3 separate regions of the Drosophila melanogaster genome follow, and all the other regions are linked to region 1. Evidence: chromatin contacts called from public Hi-C and HiChIP or PLAC-seq data. All regions are on one chromosome and are shown on one strand. Each heading gives the region's core, a stretch centred on a gene start, on an enhancer-like site or on the middle of the called end of the contact. The rest is flanking DNA. Distances are from core to core; before and after follow the strand shown.

Region 1 (4,442 bases), core at 1,262-3,761:
ACATGGGAGTTGTGCTGTGCTACAACCGCAATAAACTTAAATAAAAACTAATTGCGTGTTAGGGAAATTAAATAAATTTCGAATAATGCAAACAGTAAGGCAAATTTGATTGACAACAACATGCAATTCGAGCAGGGTTTCTATTCACAGCCCACCCTCCCACCAATTTTTCACCCCAGTTTATCAGCCCCTAAATGCTCAACTAAACTAAACAGCCCCATGTACAAAGCCCTGCGTTTATTGCTCTGGCATTAATCAACCTGGCGCAGTTCTAGTTCCAGTCAGAACTGGCGAAGGTACCGACCTATATATGTTAGCACTTTGCAATAATTAGGGAAAAATAATATTAACTCTGCGGAGTGTATATACAATGTGGTAATAAATATAGTGCAAGATTAAGTTGGATGGTAAAGTTGTATAAAACAAAATTTACAACATAAATTATGTTTATTGTGTTACGAACTAACTTCTATAAATTTCCACTTTATATTCGCTTTACTTCGTATGTAAGCTCCATTTTCGTGATCCTAGTGGGCATCACTATGGGGTGCACCATGCAAATCACCCACGATCCAGGCCCACGTTTTTTTTTGTCTATTACTCTGTCAATTTGGAACACCGTACCGCCCTAAACGTCTATTTGTAGGACCCACTGGCACGCTAACGTTTGTGCCCAACTAGCGAAGCGGAACGCTCTGAACATTTATGAGACAGCCAAATGTCTTGCCCCTAGTTTCAACGGTGGGCAAACACCCGAGGGGAGGAGGGGACAGTCCCTGGGGGCACCTTTGACTTTCTGTGTGTCTACCTGTCGCTTTTTGACATGCGAAAAGACGAATCGCGCGCTCGCCAAAGGGGGAGCTCATAATCAATTGGCGTCATTTGACATTTTAGACTAATGGGGCCGTTTATGTGATGGCGTAGTTCACGAACTGGGTTACTATTACCATTTAATATTTGGTTGTTACTTGAGTTTTTATCAATACTATAGTATAACTTTCTAATAAATAATTTTTATTGCATAACAAGCATGGTTCATGATAAGTAAACACAAAAAGAGCGTAGCAAAATAGATAAAATGATCGATAAAATGCATTTTTGATAATCTGTAAGTTAAATGTGTTTGCATGGAACCTTTACTTATAGTGTAGAGAAAATTTTAAGAGAATAACCCTACTTTTCCCTAAAATTGTCCTCAGTATACAGAATTATACTGAAATTATATATTTCAATGTACGCATTAGATAACCAAACGAAGCAAACCATTAACCCCATTCACTTCCCAAATTAAGCATAGTAAGTATAAATCTATGTCGGGATGGTTACATCAAATTATAAAATTGCCAATACCAAAAACATCGCGATATCTCTACAAAACCTCGTGTGAGCCATGGAAAGAATGTGATGGAAAGGCATGCTGGCGAGTGAGCAGGACGGCGCTAGTCAGTGACAGCCGCCGACTGTTATACGCTCGCACACACTGTTCGAACTGTTCTACGAGCACGAGAAAATGCCGCCGTCAACAGGCATTCACGCATACAAGCAAGTCCGTATGTGCCGCTGTGTGAGTGCGCGTGTTCATGTTCGGGGCATACAGACAAATTAAAACGCTATAAAATAGCAAACGAAGCAAGAACACGTTTCACAAATCAGGCAAATTCTTTTTATGACGTGCGCTGTCGTTCTTGTTGCTTTTGCTACTCCTTTGCGGATGTGCGGGGGCAAACACAAAGAAAAAAACAACAAATGGCTGAAAACCTCACCTCCGACTGACAAAATTTAGCAAACCATGTGTTTTTCTCTCTCTCCCCAAACTCTCTCTTTCGCTCACACTAATTACTCATCACCTCGCTTCGTAGGTGTACAGAAAAAAAAAAAAAAAAAGAGGAATGGCACGAAGGGTGATAAAATGGCGACAGTGAGTGGAAAAAACCAACGCATTTCATATGAAATCTTGCGGCGTACTCACATTACTCCTTCAATTTTGATTTCCTCAGTTCTTTCGTCGGGATCGTTGAAAAGCGATTTCCTCGTCCTCGTCCGCTGCTCTGCTTTCGGGATGGAATCTACGTAGTCGTCTGAATCTGGTTTCGAGCTGTCTCGAAACGCACGCTGCGACTGAGCTTGGAGACTACTATATGTGCTTGGGAACAGTATTGTCTCACGATTCCTGCGACTCCCGTGGAACTGTTGTCGTTGTTCGGTGCAGAGCGAAGAAGAAGAAGCGAAAGTGCCGCTGCTGCTGGCGGAGGAGAAAAGAAAATGGCGACGTTGCGTTATACATTTCTCGGAGCTCGCGCCACTTCTCGGGGAAATCAATAGCAAGTTGCCCCAGCCGCAGGCAGTCGGTCGGGGCGTGGCGCCGCCCACCCGGGGGGCTATGTATTGCACAAGCTTAAGCATTTTCCCGAAGACTTAGCTTCAATGCGGTTATGCTAATGACGGATTTATCCTACGCAGCGCGGCATCCGCGCGTGTCTTACCTAACCTCGTCCAAAATTAGAGTGACCCTAGATGGAGGGGAAAAATCGGTCGAGAAGTTGGTGTGACCGCAGCGGGCTCGCATGAAAACGTCTATTAGAGTGACCACCTGGTTGCTATCGATAATCAGCTGAACGCGGTGTATTTACTTGCCCGCTAAGTTTTTAATATTTAAGATTCTGCTGAAACGAACTTTAAATATATCTCGTCGTCGGTCCGTACTCCTAATATTCGGAAATGTCTTAAATTTCCTAGCTATCGATAATCAGCTGAACGCGGTGTATTTACTTGCCCGCTAAGTTTTTAATATTTAAGATTCTGCTGAAACGAACTTTAAATGTATCTCGTCGTCGGTCCGTACTCCTAATATTCGGAAATGTCTTAAATTTCCTAGCCTACCAAAACGTAGTCTGTGCGGAGATTAGTAAATATACCTTAACAAATATAAGCATAAAACAACTTTCTGTGTTGAGCATTTAGCAAAGACTCACCCCATTTGTGGTTTATTTAACATTTTCAATTAATACAAATTTTTTGAAATCTACCAAAAGCGCAAATCTCGCATCATTTTTACTAATATTTTAAAGAATTAAAATAAGGTTGGCTCAATATTCTGAAAGGAAAAATATATCCTATTATTTATAAGAAAATATAATATTGTACAACACACAGAATTTTCATCATTAATTTCAAAATTTCATAGAACTTGCTTGTTGACCATTTCAAGTCTATAAAAAGTAATACTTATTAAAGAAATCTTATAATTTACACATAATTTTATTGCTTACATCTAAAAAATGAGTCTGAAAGAAATCGAAAATTTCACTCGAGTTTTAGCGAATTAAATTGAAAGAATCATAGTTATGATTGGAAATAGCTAAATATAGATATTATGCTGGAAAATAAAATGGCATCTATGGAGGATTAAGTAGCCACATATATTAACACCAGTAAAGAATGCACTTATTTTTCAAAATGCCAAAAATTGAAATTTACGGCACTTTAATGAAAATGAGTATCTGTAAGCTCTTACAAATTTACCAACTACCTCACTGTACTTTATTTAAATATCTTACCACGAACTATCGTATATCGTAATTGTACTGTAAAGGCCATGGTCAATCGGTTTTAAAATTCGGAGAGAACCCTCTCCAAAAGGTGGAGTTGCTGTGTGACATTTTTAACAAATCAATTGATAAAGACAAAAATAGCAGATAACACGTAGCCACCCAAACATCCAGTTCATATGTCCTTCTTCAGTACTAAAATTCCCTGCCGCACTTTTCCTTGGGAGTGTTCAAAAATACAAGAATAAATGTTACAGCCTTCTTCTAGCAAAGTTTCGAACACTGAATTTGCATTTGATTGTAGAACGTGTCAAGTGGATTTTGCTCAATTTCTTAAAGTGAAATATGAAAAACCGGTAAGTAATACGTTTCTTATTAATAATTTTATAAATAAATATATCTAATTGCATTACGAACTATTTTAGTGAAGTTAACAATAAAAACAGATTATATTCAATTTCGTTTTTATACGAAGCATGTTGCAAAGATGACTAAAGATCCCGGGTGTTCTCAGGTATGTTATAATTTTATCCTCCTTTGGGGTATGGAAATATATAAGTGTGATCACCAAGTGACCGCATTAGCAAGCAGTAAAGGCACTGCTTTATCTAGCAGTGTTATACAGGTGCATATGAGATGGCAATACTTTAAACCACGTCTATCTCTGCTAAGTTAAGCAAAATATTTCTATGACACTTGCGCATGTGGCAAGATCAAACCTTTTAGTGATCAAGAAAATTCGTATGCATGCCCACACATTTCTATCTATCTCTTAAATTTTCATAATTGAACCTAGTATACCCGGACCTGCAAGTAATGGATATGTTTAGTTAGTTTGGTGGGTGGGTCAGCCAAGAATGAATATGTATAAGGGTCTACGCATTATTTTATTAA
Region 2 (4,442 bases), core at 793-3,292, 340 kb after region 1:
AAATATTTAAATACGAGATTGATATATAACAAAAACTTATCGTATACCGATACTGTTTAATTTTTATCAAACTATATATATTTCTTACACAAATATCTTAATTATTTTAAAAGGTTTCTGGTGCTTGCATTCTAGTTTTGAAAGTCCTAAGTTTGAATAAAATATATTTTAGTGATATTTCGCTTTTAGGAATTTGTTCTTTGGATCCCATTGAAATACAATTTCCATCTCTAGTTAGGAAACATATTTTTGCTCTGTGTAACTGGTTTGCATATCATTTGCGGGTGTAGCACATCCAGGTGGCATATAAAACCGCCAATATCCGGGATGAGCTGATTCAGTCCGCGGCGACTCTTTGGCTCATTGGCAAGCAGTGCCAACCGGTGACCATGTCGAACTTCAGTGCCTGCGCAGTGTGCGGCGATCAGAGCTCCGGGAAGCACTACGGCGTGTCCTGCTGCGATGGGTGCTCCTGCTTTTTCAAGCGGAGCGTGCGGCGCGGGAGCAGCTACGCCTGCATCGCTCTGGTCGGGAACTGTGTGGTGGACAAGGCGCGGCGGAACTGGTGTCCCTCCTGCCGCTTCCAGCGATGCCTGGCCGTGGGAATGAACGCTGCTGCGGTTCAGGAGGAGCGCGGTCCGCGCAACCAGCAGGTGGCTCTCTACCGCACTGGCCGGAGACAAGCTCCGCCATCTCAGGCGGCGCCATCCCCGACGCCCCACTCCCAGGCGCTGCACTTCCAGATCCTCGCCCAGATCCTTGTCACGTGCCTGCGCCAGGCGAAGGCCAACGAGCAGTTCGCTCTGTTGGATCGCTGCCAACAAGACGCCATCTTTCAGGTGGTGTGGAGCGAGATCTTCGTCCTGCGAGCGTCCCACTGGTCTCTGGACATCAGCGCCATGATCGACGGCTGCGGCGATGAGCAGCTCAAACGGCTCATTTGCGAGGCCCACCAGCTAAGGGCCGACGTCCTGGAACTCAACTTTATGGAGTCCCTAATCCTGTGCAGAAAAGGTAAAGCTCCGCCTGTGCGGTAAAAAGGCTTGTTAGGATTTAAAAATAAAAGCGGTTTGAAGCCATCTAACCAATTTTCAATGTTTTTACACATATTGACGTGATTTCTTAGACGAAAATTTAAATCCTATGTACGCTATGTATAGATTTTGCTATTTGATTCTGCATGAAAGAGTACACCCAAGCAGTTTTCTTAACCCCAGAAAAAACGTTTCCGTTTTGGGCTTAATAAATTCAAAAGAAAATTTTCCAGCATGTGCAGTTGGTTTGTTTGAACCAACCATAAAATTTGATTAGATTCAAGATTAGAGACAGATTTAAGACCTTTTACATCGTTTTAATTTAATTAAGAGTTTAATAGGAAGTCAAACCACCATTAGTATATCCCATTTTAATACTTTTAATTGCTTATATCGATTGCATGTTTTTACAGAATTGGCCATCAATGCGGAGTATGCCGTTATCCTGGGAAGCCACTCTAAAGCCGCCCTGATCTCCTTAGCCCGCTACACCCTGCAGCAATCCAACTACCTGCGGTTCGGACAACTGCTCCTTGGTCTGAGGCAGCTGTGCCTGAGGCGCTTCGACTGCGCGCTTTCTTGTATGTTTCGCAGCGTGGTCAGGGACATCTTAAAAACACTTTAGGCTCATATCTATCTTCATCTTTCAAAATTAAAGAAAAACCTAGTCTTAAAGAGGGTACTAGATAATGGCTGTTTTTCTGTTCGCCAGTTCAAACATCTAAAGTAACTTCGCTATCTGAAGTTTCAACCCATATCTAAAAATGCATTCATTTCTGTCAACAATCGTTCATGGAGGCATTTAGACACGCCCCAAACTTTATTGGCACTATGCAATTTGTTGGAAATAAAAATATTTGGAACAAAGAGATTATTATGAACTCAAAATTTGATGTGGTATTTTTTGAAAAACACTTTTTCAAAGGTCGCCAATCACAATACAAAAAACTCATCGATATGTTGTGAAAAGTCACGGAGCGAATATATTCGTTTCTGTTCGCTATCGATATATTGATATATTTTTGCCATCGCTACATTGTCTGCTGCGGCCGTCTTGTCGTCTTTCTGTAATTATTTTTCGTAGTTAACAAACCCCTGAATAATGTAAACCAATTAGTGGGTGATGCAAGGACCGAAAATGCGCGCGCGTTGCTAAAGAAGCTAGAAAGCGAGAAAGTTTGCGGAGCGCCATAAGATTGCTGCGCTTTAACTGCTGCTGGTGCCTCTCGTCCGTCGGCCATTTATGACACACACCAGAGAAAACTGGAAAACAATACAGTGTGTGTGCGGTTTGGAGTGTGTGCGAGTGCGGCCAAGTGTTGTGGGCTCGGAAAACTCCAAGAAGCCAGTGGAGAAGTGGTGTCCACGCGAATCCGTGAATCGCAAGCGTTTCTTCTTCGACTGCAAGCGGCGTACAGGGTGCACCGTGCAAAAGAAAGGCAGCCAAGGCATATTGTACTTGCAGTGAGTTCAAGTGGAGAGTGGTGGCCGAGTGGAGCGGGTAGAATGGTCTTGTGGAGAGCGGGGCGAGGGAGTTTCATTCATAAAAAGAGAGTGCACCGTTAGTCCAATTGGTCTGGCTTCCAATGCACAGACAAGCACACACACACCGCCTAAGGAGAGGTTGCACACATTGATTTTTCCAACTCACGTGTGTGTGTGTGCGTGTATGTGGATTAAAGGAAAACGTTTCAAGTGGTTTCCACGCCACATTATTTTGGATTAGCACATTGCTGCTCCCGAATTTCCAGCCCAAAAATAAAGCAACCAAATGTCAACAAGCTGGAATGCCCCAATGCCCCTTCCCCCGCTATTAACACACGTGACACGATACAAGACATTTACATAAAGCTCTAATAACTAACAACATTTCGCAGTCGATTTGGCATTTAACAGTTACCGCTCTAACGGCACATGTCCAGTGCGCCAGTGCACCACCCCCTTCCTTCGTTCAACGAAAAACATATTTGCTTAGCACGGTCACAGGTAAAAGCGGAAGGGACAGGGACGCGCGGAAGCGGTCGCGGTAGGGAACTGAAAAGAGGAATATAAAAGGCATAACATTTCCGCCTGCTGCTTTCGGCTGGCGTCCGCAACCAAAATAGACAACGTCGGAGCGGCTGAGAGTCTCCGTCGCCAGCAGTTATGCGTGGCAACTCGCTAAATATGCACCGACCATAATCATCGTATCATTTTTAATGCTTACATTTTGTATATTGATACTAAGATAACTTACTTAAAGTCTTCGGACAGCAGAAGGTGATCTTCGTCATGTTTTGGCTTCATATTTATACAGCAATCCTCGGAAAAATTGCGTAAAATGAATTCCATGAATAAATTCTTAAGTTTAGTTTTAATAGAAAGTTAACATAAAGCAGTCGTCAAAGTAATCAAGAAGCTTGATCACAAACTTTGGCTCCGCGTAAACGTGGCGAAGAAGTATGCATATGTTTGTGGCTTCTTTCAGCTCTTGGAGCGAGCGCCACGTTTGCGTCGCTGTTGTTGCAACATGCACCTAGGCCTGCGTCACTTTGAATGTCCTACCCTCCTCCCTTCCGCTCCCCTGCGTTTGACAACCCCTGTCGCTAATTTAAATGCCGCAAGTGTTGTCGAGTTTCCTGTGCCTACAATGTGTGTTTTTCTCATTAGGGAATAATTTTGCATGGGCCCCTGCAGAAAGAAAAACATTTTTTATCGATTTTACCTAAAGTTCGACCGTCAATGAAATCAAACACAATGCGGTACATCGTTAACCCAGTTCTGGGCGCCCACACGCTCCCGAAAAGTTTGTTCTTGCTTGATTTAAAAACGAATTTTCACCTATGTGTGTATGTTTGCATGCATATTATATGTACATACATATATACGTTTATAGATCTCTGGGCAAGCAGCCAGTAAACCAACGTATGCCCATAAAGCCTATAGTACAGATATACAGTTGCGGTCAAGAATATATCACACAGCAAGTTTACTACTTTCTATTTGTCGATACTCCTTTACTTTTTATCTTAAATTCAGTATGTATCGACATACATACATATGTAATTGAAATCAACGAGCGTATCTATTGAGTAAACAATCTACTTACATCGGTGAATTTAAAAACAATTAGCAAGAAAACATTGCACTTGATAAATTGGGGTAGAAAGGTAATGTCGGAATGAACCGCATGACACATAATGATTTGGGTATTTTATCCTATGATTCTCTTATATACTTATGTACACATATATGTACATATATTGGTCACTAAGAACCCTTTTTTCTGATGATTCAAAAGTTGGAGTTGATATCTTATTAGATCCCCGCTATGCTATTAAGTTGACCACAGCTGTTGGAACTGTATGTTAATGTTTGTCCAACGTTTTCACACTTCGCCACCCCCTCGTCCCAGACTCTCCGCCTCCC
Region 3 (4,442 bases), core at 1,093-3,592, 290 kb before region 1:
CAAGGAGAAATACATATATGATATATTAACTAAGTTCAGCTAATAAGCTTTCCAAGTAGACTTACCCATATCGGCCTTGTTCTTGAAGGTGTGGGTGCATCCCTCGCGACAGCAGTGGTAGTGGGAGATCTTCTTGCCGAAAAAGGGGCAATCCTCGATGCGGCAGGTCTCGTGCGCCCGGAAGCGCCGGAAGCCCTCGTTCACGATCTCGGAGTCCTTGCGGTGGAAATTGGCATGCATCTGGACGTCACTGGTGCTCACATACACCTTGGGACAGTGCTCGTAGACGCAGTGGTAGTGGGTCTGTTTCCAGTTGTAGGCGCAACCCTCTCCGTAGGCTGGTGCACAGTCGTCCGAGGAGGAGAAGCGGGCAAAGCCCAGCTTGAGGCTTTCCTTGCGCTTCTTGTGCCACTTCAGGTGCCGGATGATGTCGTCCTTCTTGCTCAGGATCTTGCCCTGGCAGGGCTCCTCGTGGCAATGGAAGTGCTCCCGCAGGTTCTCCTGCCTGCACAGGCTGTTCTCGCACTCCAGGTAGGAGGACACTTTCCGCAGGTTCTTCAGTACCTCCTCGTTCTGGAGCAGAGCATCCAGGCCGCTGGCCGCCGAGAGGCTCACCAGGCTCTTGCTCTGCTCACTCGACGGCGGCGTCAGCAGGGATATTGTTTGGGTCGGTTGGAGGGGTGTGTTGGGGGTCAGATCACTGTCGACGGGTGTGATGAGTCCGTACGATGAGTCCGCCGGCTGCTTGACGGGCGTATACTGCAGTGGGAAAAAGAGGGTGGAAGAACTTTAGAGTCAATACCAACACACGGATGCATCTGTGAGATCCCCAGCTCAGACTGCCTGGTGCCCAGCTGGGCAGCGATCGAGCCACCAAGAGAACCCACGCGTTGCCGACACAGCTGTTTCTTTTCCCCGGAATCGCGAGCTTTCTGGCTACTCTCACACTTAAATCTCAAAAATCACGAATCGTTTTTTCTCAAATTACAGCAACAGAGCGTGGGACATAGCCAAAAAAAAAAAAAAACAAAGCAAAATAGGGAACAAATATAGTGCTTTCTGAATTGGAAATTGGAAAATGGTCTATTTTGCAACTGGAAAAGGTTTGTGAAGTATGGCGAACCAAGCTGTTGGGATGAATTTAGAATTTAAATCAAATGTACTAATACAAAAATGCGCAATATATAGCTTTTTGACTACGTAGTTGCCACTGCAAGTGACAGTATCTTTAAAATTGATGGTGATAAAACGAGATAAAAGAAACTGTTAAGATCCTTCTAGATCCCCGGATCACTTACCATGCTGGGTGAGTCTAGGCTGTCGGTGGTTGACTCCAGCGGATGGACGCCCGACAACAGCAGCTTCTCGGAGCTGGCGTTGGTGTGGCCCGAGGAGCTGCAGCTGGTGAGGCTGGACAGCGGCTTATCATCGTCCTCATCGTCGTCGGCGGACTCCTGCTCAAACTTGACCTGGGCCGCCGAAAGGTTGCCGGCAGTTGCTCCGGCGGAGGGTGCTGGTGTGGCTGCCTTCTCTCTCTCGATGGGCGTGGAGGTCACTGTGGATGATTGAAGGAAGTTATTTGTGGCCATCTGTTCGGAGCCGGCAAACTGGCCCAGCAACAACGGATGCTGCAGTGGATCCTGCTTGCCCAGCGAACTGGGGGTGTGGGTGGGTGTTAGTAGAAGGTTGGAGGTGGTCAGCAAATGTTGCTGCTGCTGCTGCTGCAACATGAGCTGCGTCAGCGGCGGCAGGCTTTGGAGCAGCATCTGGTTGACCAGGTTGCTGGGGTGGCTGTTGGGAGTGGAAGGAGTTGCCGCTGTAGCGCCTGGGTATTGTTGTGGTTGAAAAGCAATCAAATTACTATTGGGACTACAACTACGGCTACTACTACAGTTGGTGTTTTGCGAGCTAATGCGCTTGTGCGTTCTTGTCTTGCGGAGATCTGGCTGTGGCTGCTGCAGTTGCTCCTGCTGCTGCTGCTGTTGCTGCTGCACGGATGTGCTGCTAGAGATATCCTCGTTCTGTGTGTAAGTGTATCCAGCCAGCTGCTGCTGCTGTTGCTGCTGCGGAAGCTGGAGCTGCATTTGCTGCTGCTGCTTCATCAAGTTCATCATGTAGAGTTGCATAATAAACTCCATTTGGTTGGACATTTTTGTGGCACACTTTCGCGGATATATTCAGCACAGCACTGGGATTTCTTTTTGAAAATTCTTTAAGATTTCTTCACTATATTCAGCACAGATCACAGCACGGATTTCGAATTTCGGATTTTGGATCGACTTTCTTGCACGGCGTCTCGTCTCAGCGATCCTCAAAGTTCGGCTGCGAGGCTCAAACTGCTTCAACTCTTCCGCGGCCTCCGGCTAATATAGCAAAAATTGCGCAAATCCATGCCCAAGTGCAACCCTCTCGCCACCGGTTCTCTTAAAAAACCGATCTCGCCGCTCTCGCTCTCTTAAAAAACGAATAAAATGAGAAGTCCGTTGGTGGTGGTGGTTCGACCTTCATCCCCTAGTTTTTTAACCGACCCTTCGCAGGAAAATGCTCTGGGAAAACCCAGCTTGTTTTCGGCTGGTTTCCGTTTTTTTGCTCGCTTTTCTCGACCAATAAAACGCCAGCGGTAATGTAAATTTATCTAGAAAAGAGAGGTTTTTCGGTAAAAAAAAATGCGAAAGAGGAGCGTGTATTTGTGAAGGAATCCCGCATGGCCAACGTGCGTTAGAAAGGGACAGCAAATGAAAGAAGAGCACAGATCAGCAGAGGAATTTTATCCAAAATCGCAGGCAATTTGCAAAGATATTACGGCAAATTACGGCAAAGTTACGTGCAGAAAGTGGGTAAATAAGTTATCTGGGCACAAGAAACTGTATAGTTAATTATTTTAAATTTTTTGTTATTATCTCTATATATTTTCTATTCTATCAAAAAATACATATTCTAAGATGAATATTTTAAATATTTCGACGTCTACAGTATTTTTTTCATAAGCGATTTCAAAAAAGATTTTCAAAAATACTTTCTCACACTAAATATTGGCATCGGCAATCTTATTCGCCTATTACCATAAATATAATCAAATCTTAGAACGTTTAAAGTATAGAATCGCATCTTTGTTCCCTTTTCCTTCACATCTCTATGCAAATTGTGTGCACAAAAATTTCGGCAAAACTGGGAATCGAAATGATTTTTAAGAAATTGGCGCGTTGCAAAAAGGATATCAAGCTGGAGCAGCTGCCTGTCCTTTTTGAAATAATCGAATCGAAATCCATTCAAATGCAAAAAATAAAAACCCAAATTTGCAAATTAAAATTACAATCGAGCAAAAAATCTGCATTACAATCGTGCAAAAAAACACAATTAAAAATGCCAAATATTTCCTAAGACCCATTGCAAAAAAAAATTACCATATAAAAAAACGTTTGCAGAAATTCTGAACTTGAGCAAACCCCTAAAAAACATTTTCGATTTGAAGCTGGCGACATCTACGTGTAACATCCGCTGCGCAGGATCACCAAATCCTTTGCGGATCGTAATTTGCATAAATTATTGGTGTAAAACATTTGCATAATTTTGGCACATCGTCCCGAGGCGGAGCGGGCGATCGGGTAGGAAGTTCGACATCCGGATCACCAGCTCCTCCAGCCAGTGTTATGCAAATGGACCTGCACTACATCGGGGAGGAGGGTTTGCTCCGCATTACGGATTCGGGTGCGCCGATCGACTGCGCACGCGCGCTATCTGGAAACTTATGCAAATCAGGAAGGGAATCCCCGAATATCGACGAATCGATTGCCGGAGGACGAGGGGCGGAGTACGATTGATTTTGGATTTGCATTTTACTCGGCAATGGGCAAGGTGAGAGAGCAGAGCAGAGTACAGGCTGCAGGATCAGGCCTGGATATGGTTTGTCACTTGGTTGGCGAATTGGGATTGAAGTGGGATTGGGATTTACCAATTGTTGCCATAATTGAGTGACATGGATAACGCAGCCAGAGCAGAGAGGCAAATAAAGCGGGTTGGGAGCTATTGATTACAGAAAAGGTTCCATGCCACATTGTAAAATGGCAACGGAGTACGGAAATCTGCATGAAAATGCGAACAAAAGCCCATACATTTAGGTTCATTCACAGTCTTACTTCGCGTTTATGCTTTTGCATTTGGATCTGGAATTTACATATGACAATTTCATATTCAGTTACAAATGTTTCGAAATAGAAAACTTTTGTTAGTCGCCTTTGTTAAGTGTTGTTGCTGGCCAGCTCAGTTGATTGGAGTTATCGCAGGACGAGTTCAGAGGATCGGATCCTGATTCCATGAAGCGGCAAATATTGTAACTATGGCATTAGCATTACACTGGCAAATCAATTAGCCAACTGAAGGGCTTGTCACAGACTGAACAGTCGTTATGGGGATTTAATTGCTATTGAAGTCCGTCTACAGGA

What was found. A called contact is a pair of places that touch in the nucleus more often than the background predicts. HiChIP or PLAC-seq counts read pairs in DNA pulled down with a chosen protein or histone mark.
Region 2: a Hi-C map of the Kc167 cell line shows a contact between it and region 1, with 4 times the contacts expected there. The contact joins the promoter of Pak here to the promoter of Rm62 in region 1. A contact is called at or near these places in 7 of 107 Hi-C or Micro-C datasets (the D17-c3 cell line, the Kc167 cell line, the ML-DmBG3-c2 cell line and 4 more).
Region 3: an H3K27ac HiChIP or PLAC-seq map of the Kc167 cell line shows a contact between it and region 1, with 4 times the contacts expected there. The contact joins the promoter of cas here to the promoter of Rm62 in region 1. A contact is called at or near these places in 4 of 107 Hi-C or Micro-C datasets (the D17-c3 cell line, the S2 cell line, embryo and 1 more) and 1 of 6 datasets of contacts at active chromatin or transcription factors (the Kc167 cell line).

Annotation. Positions count from the first base shown.
Region 1 is chr3R:6,006,068-6,010,509 of dm6, forward strand. Rm62 (Rm62,) reads right to left here and starts at 2,512. Exons shown (of 7, transcript NM_001260010.1): 1 at 2,484-2,512; 2 at 1,970-2,239. The coding sequence starts at 1,971.
Region 2 is chr3R:6,348,854-6,353,295 of dm6, forward strand. It overlaps Pak (p21-activated kinase), which reads left to right and starts at 2,043. Exons shown (of 8, transcript NM_001275384.1): 1 at 2,043-2,498. Hr83 (Hormone receptor 83) reads left to right here and starts at 390. Exons shown (of 2, transcript NM_141390.1): 1 at 390-1,014; 2 at 1,448-1,659. The coding sequence starts at 390. The coding sequence ends at 1,659.
Region 3 is chr3R:5,714,463-5,718,904 of dm6, forward strand. cas (castor) reads right to left here and starts at 2,343. Exons shown (of 4, transcript NM_079938.4): 1 at 1,299-2,343; 2 at 66-759. The coding sequence starts at 2,150.